Linked DNA regions of Drosophila melanogaster: region 2 is linked to region 1. The links are chromatin contacts, called in public Hi-C maps. All regions are on one chromosome and are shown on one strand. The core of a region is the stretch at or near the end of the contact, and the rest is flanking DNA. Distances in the headings are between cores, read along the strand shown. Region 1 holds the start of dpr7 (defective proboscis extension response 7). Region 2 holds the start of Actbeta (Activin-beta).

What was found. A called contact is a pair of places that touch in the nucleus more often than the background predicts.
Region 2: a Hi-C map of the Kc167 cell line shows a contact between it and region 1, with 1.6 times the contacts expected there. The contact joins the promoter of Actbeta here to the promoter of dpr7 in region 1. A contact is called at or near these places in 17 of 107 Hi-C or Micro-C datasets (the Kc167 cell line, the OSC cell line, the Ras3 cell line and 9 more).

Annotation. Positions count from the first base shown.
Region 1 is chr4:250,983-256,952 of dm6, reverse strand. dpr7 (defective proboscis extension response 7) reads left to right here and starts at 3,624. Exons shown (of 9, transcript NM_001103381.3): 1 at 3,624-4,129; 2 at 4,242-4,294; 3 at 4,783-4,898; 4 at 5,428-5,638. The coding sequence starts at 4,243. It overlaps RhoGAP102A (Rho GTPase activating protein at 102A), which reads right to left and starts at 1,956. Exons shown (of 12, transcript NM_001258487.3): 1 at 1-1,956. The coding sequence starts at 1,436.
Region 2 is chr4:1,082,567-1,088,536 of dm6, reverse strand. Actbeta (Activin-beta) reads left to right here and starts at 3,741. Exons shown (of 6, transcript NM_143685.3): 1 at 3,741-3,923; 2 at 5,264-5,970. The coding sequence starts at 5,411.

The DNA.
Region 1 (5,970 bases), core at 2,375-4,874:
TTCTTATCATAGTTAATTGATTTAAATCGGTTTGAATCAGAATCTTGCATACTTTTTTTTCTTGCCATGTTCAAATACCGTTTAATCGTATCGCTAACTGACTGAGAAATGTCTTCGTCAAGTGAACTTCTTCTAAATATTAAATGCGAAGACTTTGAACAGTCTTGTTTAGAAGGCTCTTCTAATAATTTTAAGGTATTATCGCAATTTGTAACCATTAAGTTGTACTGCTCCGCCAAAGTTTTTAACTCGCTCAGTTGTATAAAATTAGTTTGTGTTCCACAGGTTTTCTGGATTCTTTCAACGCTCTGTCCATTCGAATTAAGTTTGTTTTTAAGCTCAAAGTTCTGCGGGACTTTATTGAGGTCTAAAAAGAATTCTGTTTTGGGGCTTGGTATAATTGGTTTGGTATCACATTTCATTAGACAAAAGAAATTGTCATGTAGTAACTTGTTGCTTCTGTTACTATCAGTGTTACCTCTAGATAATTCCTTTCCATTTTTTATCAAGCAAGACAATGAAGTCGAAAAATTAGCTTGATATGGATCTTTGGAATGTAGCGTCCTATGGAGCTGTTGTTTCTTAAGCGCGCTATAGATTTTTTTCAAAAGAACTTTGTCTTCGAGAATGCTTAGTGGAGCATCGCCAAACTTAAGCTGAATTCCTTCATGTGTAAATAAAGGGCAATTAGATAACAATTTAAGAAGGGACAAGAGTTCTGTTTGAATAGATGTGCCGGATGATATCACTTGATGGTTGTCACCATTGTTTTTGAAGTTTGGCCTTTGTGCACTGGGTGATGATGTTTGATCTGGCCGAACTGTTTTAGTTCCAAGTAAAGTTGTGGTTTTGTATGCATCACGAAGTTTAAGATAAGTCTGCAATAATTCGATGACTCGATCGGCAATATGATAATCTTTGGTTGCATCAACTGTCTGTTTTCTGCGGCTAGCACTTGCATGCCTCAACAATGGTTTTAATCTCCGCTTAGAACAGCTGAATGCTCCTGGGTATGATGTTCTGCGACTCCATAAAATAAAACTTGGTTCAGATAAACACACCCGTTGAAATTGATCTTCAATTAGGTCATGATTACCTGACCCTGTTTGGTATCCATCAGGAATTAGCTTACGGCCTGCATCTGTCATATATCTCCAGGTTTTTCGAGTTAGAAGCCAGCGCTCTCGCTTTTTTTCCTTGTCTTTTGTGCTGCGACGACGCACTTTATTTGGAGAAGCCACTCCTTCGGAGTGCTCACTCGCAAAAATCATTGGCTTACGCATGCTGGAGGCATTTCCTAATGGCAACGACCATATTTTCGATACGTCGTTAGCCTCGTCAAGTGCTATATCTAACGGCCCCGACCTTTTTTTAACGGCCGCCATGGGGCTCCTCAAACAGTTCACAGATTCTTCGTTTTCTTTTGGAAATTCCATATTTTACGCTGACGCAGAGATTAAAGGTCAACAGGTCTTTTTTTATTGCGATTTTATCATAATAGTGGTGTTTTTAGTACATATGTTTAAGTTTTACACTAATTTGGATTCATAGTAATTGTCACCGCATCAGCACATAGCATATTTTCACAACGATATTTTCAAAAGGCAGGTTAACAATTATACGAAGAGTTGCAAAGTAATATACTAGGTAAAAACACCAATTTATTTATAAATGCGTACATATATTTGATTTTCTCAGGAGAGATTTCGTATATGTACAATAGAATTGGTATCTACACATGTGAGTGACTTTATTTATATTTCAAAGCACACAATATTTATATTGAAATTCTGGAATAACCAGTACTTCTGTATAATTTTATCAACAAATAGTAACTATGACACCTTGAGGTTTACGATTATTTATTTGTTATTTAATTTTTATATGTCATATTATTGATACTATTTATTTTCTATTTAGACACTGTTAAACCTCGAAAAATAGCACAAAATGCCTGGCGAGATAGCGTGTACATAATAAGAGAACATTATTTTCAGAAAAAAAAACATAAAAATATTTCGAAGTTCACGAGATATTATTTTTGAATGTATTTATGGTACAAGAGCATCCCGCTTGTGATCGACTAATGTGCATACATATACACGTTCTGAAAACAAACTCTTTACTTTTCTTACTTTTTAAGTTTATATTTACAAACAAGATTTGTACAAAAACATATGTATACAATTTCATAATACCTTGTTATCCCAATTGTCGTGCTTATACCGGACAAACCTAAATTCAATTGGAATTTGTATTTTCGTTTGCAATTAATGTACTGTTATTTAAGAATAATACTACTATTGCGGTAGAGCTGATGAGACATTACATTAGGTTCATGTAAATACCTTGACCTGAAATGGTGTTGCCTTCTATAAGGAAAACAAATTATACACTTTTGCAGATGTTTAGTCCGAAGCGAATAATTGGCCTTATGTATGTGTCATGCTCTGTGCAAGCTGCTAGTTGAAAAGTTATAGTTCTATCTGTGTGAAGCTACATTTTGAATTTAAGAATTGATTTTCAAAAGGAAACACCTAGATGTTAACAAGGACGGTGACAGTTTTTAAGGGAGCGAAACTGAACTTTATGTGAACTAAACTAACTTACACTAATTTTCAAACAAGTCAACTTAAAACTAAAACAAGAGAGAATGCTATAGTCGAGTTCCCCGACTATCAGATACCTGTTACTCAGCTAGTGTAAATGCAAACGCGGAATTTTATCATTTTTCTGAGATATCGATAGATATTGGGGAATAAAATGACAAAAAAATTAATAATAGTTAATACTATTTAATAATAATAGTAGAGTGGGCGTGACCGGTTTGGGGCTTTAGGGCGGGGCTAAAAGTTTTTTGGCAAATCGATAGAAATGTACAAGAATAATAAAATATTGGAACAACATCCAACAATTTTTTTAAAATATGGGCTGTATGTTAAATCTCTACCTTCTTGGTTTTATGGTTCCTGAGATTTCGGCGTTCATACGGATAAGGCTAGATCGACTCGGTTTTTGATCCTGATCAAGAATAAAAATGTATATAATATAATAATATCATATAATTTATGTAGCCGGAAACGCTTCCTTCTGCCTGTTACATACTTTGTAACGATTTTAGTATACCCTTTTACTCTACGAGTAACGGGTAACGTTTCCTTTTCTATATCATTTAAATTTACGAGTAACTGGTATAATAACTTATGCATTTTTTTAGGATAAATTCACAATGTATGCTTACATTACCATTACCGTTTTTGAGAATGTAACTGTCAGTAGTAACAAATTTGTTCGAAATTTAAGGGGTAAAGGTGCTATTGTCACGTTTATCTGATCTCAGTCTCAAATTGATGTGTACCATTTGTATTCCGCCCATTGCTTATATTATTAAGCCGTGTTACTGAGTCTTAGCAATAAAAGGAAACTAGAGTACTTAGTATATGACTTCAAAATGTTAAAATTAAAAAATATATACATACAAATAATTATAACCTACGCAATCTATAAATATATAGAATCTATCCTAAATTGTAAGATAACACATATGTACATATGTGACAATGGGCATGCGCGAATATTTTCAGGGTTGCAGAATATTAAAAATCTGTATACAAGTCGTCCTCACAGAAACACTAAAACGTGCTGCTTAGGGGTTGTTAGAGCTTACCGTTGAAATAATAATTGTCGATGCCAACGAAATAAGTGTAAAGACTAAAAAAAGTATATAAAAATTGAAGCCAGCAAGTATAATTGTATGTATATTAAAAACACAGATCTAAATACCGAAAAACAGAATATTATTTGAAAGTCCATTAAAAGGATAAAAAATCGATGCCGATACAAAGTTGTTCTCAATAAAAATCTTGCGCCAATACGTGCTCTCGCGTGTGCTTAATATCTAACTTAATTATATACTTAACATTTATTATAACTACATAGGTATATGGAATTCTACTCTAAATAATGCATATCTGTGAAAGACAAATGAATTAAAGCAACATGTCGCGTGGCAAACATGCCACATTCTTGAATAATTCGCCAATTAAAATCAAACCATTCATTATTTTAGTCTTGAATTTAAATATATGGTGTCAATACATTAGTGCAACTTCATATTTAAGCCTGAACGGTAAGATACATTTTAAATTAAAAGTTTCCCACTAGAATGATAAATATATTTTTACCCTTGCGGGATTTTTTTTTTAATTTTGGTTGGACCCATTTTCTTCTGCAACGTGTAGAATGAAAACATATAATGCATTCCTGAATACGAAGACAAAAATTATACATGTATGTACGTATTGTACTTAACAATATTCAATTGTGAAATTATACGCAAAAGTATTATGTTTAAAAAGCCATTGTATTTAAATTATGCTAAATTTAAATCTAAAAAATAATCTTAATATTGCATTTTGCCCATAGTATTTTTACCACCTGAAAGCTTGCTTTGCAAAACATCCTTCGAGAGGAGCTTCGGTTTCTAAAAGATGACAACAGTTTCATGTCTCGCCCCAAGCTCTTTCACCAACAAGTGTAACCACTCTTTATGATCGACCTATCGCAAAAGATTTCGCGCATGTATATATAGTTGTCGCAAGCTCTTAGTCTTGACCGACACTTCCGTCCATAAAAAGATCGAAACTTTAAATTAAAATGTTTAGCTTCTAGATAAGGGGCATATAAAATTATTTTTAGTTTATACCTGCAAGGGTATATACGCTTCGGCTTGAATAATTTAGCATCCGTTTTCGTTTAACATAAAATACAAATTCATTTTAGACCTAACCAATTTGGAGCGACCTTTCTTTGATGATATTAGCCCAAGAAATGTGTCGGCCGTAGTCGACGAAATCGCAATATTAAGATGTCGGGTTAAAAATAAAGGAAATCGCACGGTAAGTCATTATGGGTTCTTTCTTTTATTCTTACACATAGGATTATATCGAAACATTTTTATTCGTTTGAAGAGCACATTCGGTCACATGGTAAAAAGTACGACTGTACGAATTAGTGACGGAAAATTGTTTGAGGGGGAAGTAACCTTAAATTTCAAACTAAACTTGGGGACACACCAGGAAAACGTTTTATTTTTTAAAGGCAGTTTTCTCCCAAGGATTGCTAGCTTGCGCTGTCTTTTCGCTAGCCCTTTTCAACTCTCCTCCCAAATCTACGTGGGAACTTGCCTCCATTTCCATCGATCAAGCTTGTTTCGAGGCCTGTTCTCAATTTGAAAATGTGAAAAATTCTTTTAAGTCTCATGTTTCTCTAGCAAGCTTGCCTATATCTAAACAAATAGGATTAGGAATAAATGATTACATTTTGAAATAGTGAAAGGGTTATCAGATAGCGGAGGACTTAACTTTCCCTTGTCCTAAAATTGCGTATCTATTTAATATTTCTTATAAATACTTTTAATTATTTCAGGTATCATGGATGCGTAAGCGGGATCTTCACATTCTTACAACGAACATTTATACTTACACCGGCGATCAACGATTTTCTGTAATACATCCACCAGGCAGTGAAGATTGGGACTTAAAAATTGATTATGCACAGCCAAGAGACAGTGGCGTATATGAGTGTCAAGTGAATACCGAGCCTAAAATAAATTTAGCAATTTGTTTGCAAGTAATAGGTATATATATAAACATTTATTAACAAACAAAAAAAAAAAAAACAAAATAATAACTGTGGAACTCGAGTACTGTATATACAAAACTAAATTTTGTCGTTGAGCGACCATAACAAATAATACAGAAATCAAGAGGCAGAAATCAACAAGTCTTGGCAATTAAAAATTTTAAATCTGAACACAAATTAGTAAAGTAATGAGTCTAGAGTATTGGGCAATAAATAGCTGGAAATGCATATTCAAATGCTATCTATACTGTTTAAACCTATTTTATCTAAATTCAACAGGTTAAAGACTGCAGCAAAAGGAACCTTTTGACTCTTTTGATAATTTTA
Region 2 (5,970 bases), core at 2,492-4,991, 830 kb before region 1:
AGAGAACAAATTAGTTAAAGTCACTGAATGAGAAGGGATGAGATGGTATTCTTGTTTTCCCCTGTTTGGTCTTAATGATCAGAGTGTTGGAGTGCTTATACCCGTTACTCGTATAGGAAATGGGTATTCTAAATTCGTTGTAAGGAAGAAGAAAGCGCTTCGAAGCGTTTGGTATATCCCTGATTATGATCGTTCTTTTTTATATCTGTCAAACCTCAATCTCATAACCCTACAGTCCTGACTGCTTAAAGTTTCCTAAGGTCCAGCTGACCCATATTTGTCTAATTGTTTTCCACTAAAGGCCTATATTTATTGGTTCCGGTTTAATATTCCTATTATTAGATACATATAAAGGTGTTATCTTTTGGCATTTAACAACAGGCTCTCGAAAAGTGAACGCAAGACTATGTATTAAATTTGAAGTAACTACATTTTGTTGAACGGAAGCTAAGTCAGTTTATATACATAAGTAATCAACCCCCTTTTAACCGTCTGGATCGCGTATTGTTACATTGAGTGACCTGCATTCTACAGGTTGACAAGCGAACAAATATTTATACATACATATTTGAAAATGTGTAATATACGTTTGTAAATAAATCGTTTAATATACATAGGTGTACTAGGAGTACAGTCGGCACTACCTTATGATATACACATACATATATTGTTTCTATGCTTCCATGCATACAAAAATAATCCACATTTTCGTCAGAGTAGTGAAACCAAGAAAAAGTTAAATTGGCATCCCTGAACGACGATCTAAAGCAGGCTGCTGGTACTCAAACTATTAAAGAGAAGACGGCGCGTGCCAAGCAATCTTCGACTACCGTTGCAAACTACACGAAAGGGAGAAGAGAGATTACTCAACCGTTTCAAAATTTAGAGCTGACTGGTGTTACTATCGTATAAAAAAAACAAATACAAATACAAAGTTTTTTTTCATTTATGAAATCTATTAGTTTATAAACATACTTAGTCAATATTACTAGCCACTTGTCCTCTTTAAAGGGGACTGAAAAGACATCAGAATAAGATTTAACTTTTATCATTTATGTCAAAATATTGTTAAATATATTGAAAAATCAAAGAGTGACGTTGCCGTGCGTCTTTGTCTCTGGAAGCAACAAGCGGACAGGGTCAGATCGACTCGGCTATTGATCCTGATCAAGATATATATACTTTACATGGTCGAAAACGCTTTCTTCTAACTGTTACATACTTATCAACGAATCTATCTTTTATTCTACGAGTAACGGGTATAATAATATGTTACAGAATTATGTAGTGTACACAACAGAATATTCAGGTGTTCATTTACCGTCATCCCTTGAATTCTTTTGCGATCGAAGGAAATGTCTTGGACGGTTGCCCGCGCTTTATTTGTGAAACACCTGTTAGACCGAACCGGAAAAAACCTACCCTTCGATCGCGCCTCTGTTAATTTTCCTTTCTGCTTATATATACTCCTTACGTGGTTAATTCGTGCATTAGTACCAAAACTGGTGTTAAGTCACTAGCAAAAGTTCAATGATCTTAAATATTATTATTATGTTATTATATATGTATGTATTTATATGAAGAATTCTGACCAATATAAGCTCTAAAAAAATATTCGAAAATTTTTTTTAGTAGCTTTTCATTTAGAAGGCTTTTCTTTGGTTATTCCGCATGCTAAACGGTGGGTAACTATTTGTGTTCATATGTGTGTATGTGTGTATATGTAAGTATATAAATATTTTTGTAGAATTCGCCTGGTAGCTTTTGATATAAACAATCGGTATTCATATGTTTTGGTATGAAATTCGGTATTTCAATCGTGGCTCGTGGCTTTTCACGGTCTGCAAGCCAACCGAGACAGCTTTTCCGCCGTTTCTTTTGGTTGTTTTTGGCTGCTAGGTACTGGAAATGCTACTGCTGTATATATTATGTTATGTACTATTTATTTATACTACTTACTTTGTTGGTATACTCTTTCCCGGAATAATACATATAGTTATTTCCGGAGATTTTCGGGAGCCGAAAGTTAATACATACAGACAGAAGGGGCTTTAACAAGTCGATAGCACATAAAACCAGAATAACATGATATCGGCAAACTAAGGTTTATATACTCTTCCAATTAAAACAATGTCTTGGATAAAGTTTTTTAACCCGTGCCACTAACGTAGACGACCGATACATGCCAGTCAGTCCCCTTGTCCGTCGGTCCATCTTTATAAAAGTCAAAACCTATAAAACTATAGATATCAAAAAATTGAAGTTATCCGTCCAGATTCTAGTAACTCCTACGAGGCTTTTGCTTGTATCAAAACGTAAATTATTTATTTGTTATGTCTATGTACATGTATGTATATGATGAAAACAACCAACAACAAAATATTCGTATTCTATTTCTAGTTTGATGCAATCGTTTCGAAGGAAGTAAAAAGTAAATGTAGCCAATAATTGTAGGTATTCCGGTGAAGTTACGTATACATCCTCTTTGTTCTTTCTGTTAAATATTCTTCAGAGAGTACGGTTTACCCTTTTTTTGTTAACAAGTAAAGGATAAAGAAATATTATCTGCTGGGCTTTTCCTTATATCGATTTGCATAACTAAAATCAGCAAAATAATAGAATACTTACTCGAATTTCACATTTGGAAAGTATGTAACAACCAGAAGGAAGCGTTTCCAACCATATAAAGTGTGATCAGGATCAATAGCCGAATCGATCTGGCCTTGTCCGTATGTCCGTGTATCCGTGTGTCCGTCCGACCGTCTGTCCGACCGTCTGTTCGACCGTCCGTCTTTCCGAATGAACTCGAAATCTCATGTACTGTACGTAAACGTAAAAGCTTGAGATCAGCATACAGATTCAAGCGACATAGACGCAGCGCAAGTTTGTTGACAGATGTTGACACGACCACTCTAACGCCCACAAAGCGCACAAAACTGGCACGCCCACATTTTTGAACAATTTGTGGATAGTTTTTCATAATTTCATCTAACGCCCACAAACTGCACAAAACTGCCACGTCCACACTTTTGAAAAATGTTTTTATATTTTCTCATACATACTTTTTCATACAAGACTAATAATCTTGTAAATTTCTATCGATCTGCAAAAAACATTTTTGCCACGACCACTCAAAGCGCTAAAATCGACCAAAACTGCTACTCCCACGTTTATGAAAATGTATTGGATATTTTTCATAATTTTATTAGTCTTGTAAATTTCTATCGATTTGCCAAAAAACGCCCAATATAAAGCCCGCAAACCACGAATAACAGGTATAACAATTTTTTCCCATTTTATTTCCCCCTAATATCGATATCCCAGAAAAATGATGAAATTTTGCGTTCGCATTCGTACTAGCAAATGAATATAATATTAATATTTATATCTTGATTTGAATCTAACTGAATTGGACGTAAAGTTTTACAGATAAATCTGTTAATGTTTAGGCGCACATAGATCGACACAAGATCGACTGCTAATTTGGAATTTTGGGTAAACGATTCCATCTACGCTTAACAACATTTTTATTTATTAGTTACGATTACGATTTAAAAATGATTTAGGTTATTGAAATTCATCCATTTGAATCTGCCGACTTTTTAATCGTGAAAGGAAGCATATATCGATAGCATCGATATTCTTTCTAATTTGAATGGCAACAGATATTTCTGGTGCAAATATGGCAACGCTGAAATATTGTTATTTTCAAGAAAGCTTTTGAAAAGCTTAAAGTGTCATCTTAGTTTCACAAAGTATGCAATGTCATTTAGCAACCAACGGAGATACAAAATATTGTTTCCGTGCTAAAAGGAAAAGCATAATACATTTATAAATCGTGAAAATGTGATAGTGTCCCTAATATTTCTCGTGAAGAAATATATTTACTTAGTTGAAAATTTATTGTTTCTAAAAAGAAAAAGGTGATACATATTGTTACATACACTGATCATAAGCCTATACACATAACCACCTTCCTTCTTACATATGTACAAATTTTTTTGTTGAACGCATGCTTTTAATTCCTCTTCATCCCTTTCCGCTGCTAGGCTTCTAAGTAACCACCATTCAGGCGTAGGTCTTTTCATCTGGACACAGTCTGTGTGTCGCCTTGAGTTCTTCAGAAGGGACGGATGAGTCTGTCTGTCCGCTTCTGTTGGTGCATGGTATGAAGTATTTCTGGCGTAATAATAACTGTGCCATCCGAAGCTCGGCGTCAGGTTTAGACTAATTTTAATGTGTTGTACCCTTTCAAAGTGTATATTGATTTAAGTCAGTTTCTTGCAACGCAGTAAAGGAGACAATTACGACCACACGAAGAATATATGTTCATCTGTATGGCTAGCAGTAAGAGCCGTAACCGTCCGTCCGTTTCAACGCAAACTGGTTCAATTACTGGTTAATTATCAAGTAAACAAGTATTCGGAGAATATATCATTTAAGATTTGTATACCCGTATATATATTCCCTTACTCGTAGAATCAAAGGGTATACTATATACGTTAAAAAGTAAGTACCATGTAGAAGGGAGCATTGCCGAGCATACAAAGTATATACAGGGTGCGGCAGCATAATTTCCTTTTTCAGAACTCAATGAAAACTATTGTAGGCATCGGAAAAAATTTATTTTTTTTTATATTGTACGTACATGTCATATTTTTTGAAGATGAAATCTGATAGGTGACGTCCCCCATTCTCCATACATTGCGTAAACCGATTTCTGGCGTTTGTCGTGAGTCTTGTTAGCATGGCAGGTGTTATGATGGCAATTTCTTCTTGGATGTTGGTTTTCAAATCTTGTAGGGCTCTTGGACGGTTCACATAAACACGGGACTTCAAAAAACCCAATAGAAAAAAATCACAAGGGGACAGATCGTGCCGGCCATTCCAAATCGCCTCTAATTGAGATAAGGCGCTCTGGAAAGTGTTCCCTCAAAACAGCCATCGATGCTCTTGAAGTATGTGCTGTTGCACCGCCTTGTTGGAACCAATTTTTGTATATAAAAAACACTTTGGCCACAAAACGAGCGAAACGGTCACGCCCACATTTTCAAACAAATTTAAAACTTTTTCGTATCTTTTTGCACAATATTTATAAATATCCCTGAAAAATTATGAAACTTCGCATCGGGGAAGTCGACTATAGCTTTCTCCGGTGTTTTTAATTTATTTGCCAATTTGTAGCCTCCTCTCTTGTTTAGTGTCCATATTAATTTCCAGTTAGCTTACCACTTATCTAATCGAAAATTTGTATTTTGAACAGGCAGACGAAATGAACGACAGAAAGGAAAGGAAAGGAAAAAGATTTGCAATGATTAAAAAAATATTTACCAGAAAAATAAAATTGACAATACTTGTACCACGTTTCTAAGGGACAGTGCCTGTACTACACGCTTGCCATATATCAAAGATGCGATTTGCCTTCGATTCTAATCATTCGCAATCGGGGGCGCCATTCAAAGGCAGCAGGTGTTTCTTTAATTGTCAATGCATCTGCTGTCGCCAAGGATGCTGCGTTGTGGTTGTAAAGTGCTGTTGCTGCTTTAACTTAAACTGCTGCAACAGCCTTGGCTCCCGGAAGTCATTTCCACAACCCGCTGCAATGCGTAAAAAAGTTGCTGACCTCGAAGTCCTTAGAGTATCAAGGTTTGTGGCGGTTATTTTAGTGCTGGCTCGGTGGGTTACTGCGGTAGCGACACTCCTGACAAGCTGCATACTCCTAGACATATTTTCCGTGCCTGGCCAGTCTGGAGTTGCAGATAGAAGCCAAGCCAGCAGTAGGACAGTGCACGTCTCGGTTCCTACCACACCTAATGAAACTCCCAGTAGCACTTCGGAGACGAAGCTAAAGTTGCTTTATGGGTATACATCGTATGACATAAATAACGACCAACAGGTAAAGTCCAACAATTTATGTAGAGTGCTTTGTAAAAGTCGCAATCGTAAACGACAGCGAAGGAGGCGACGCCG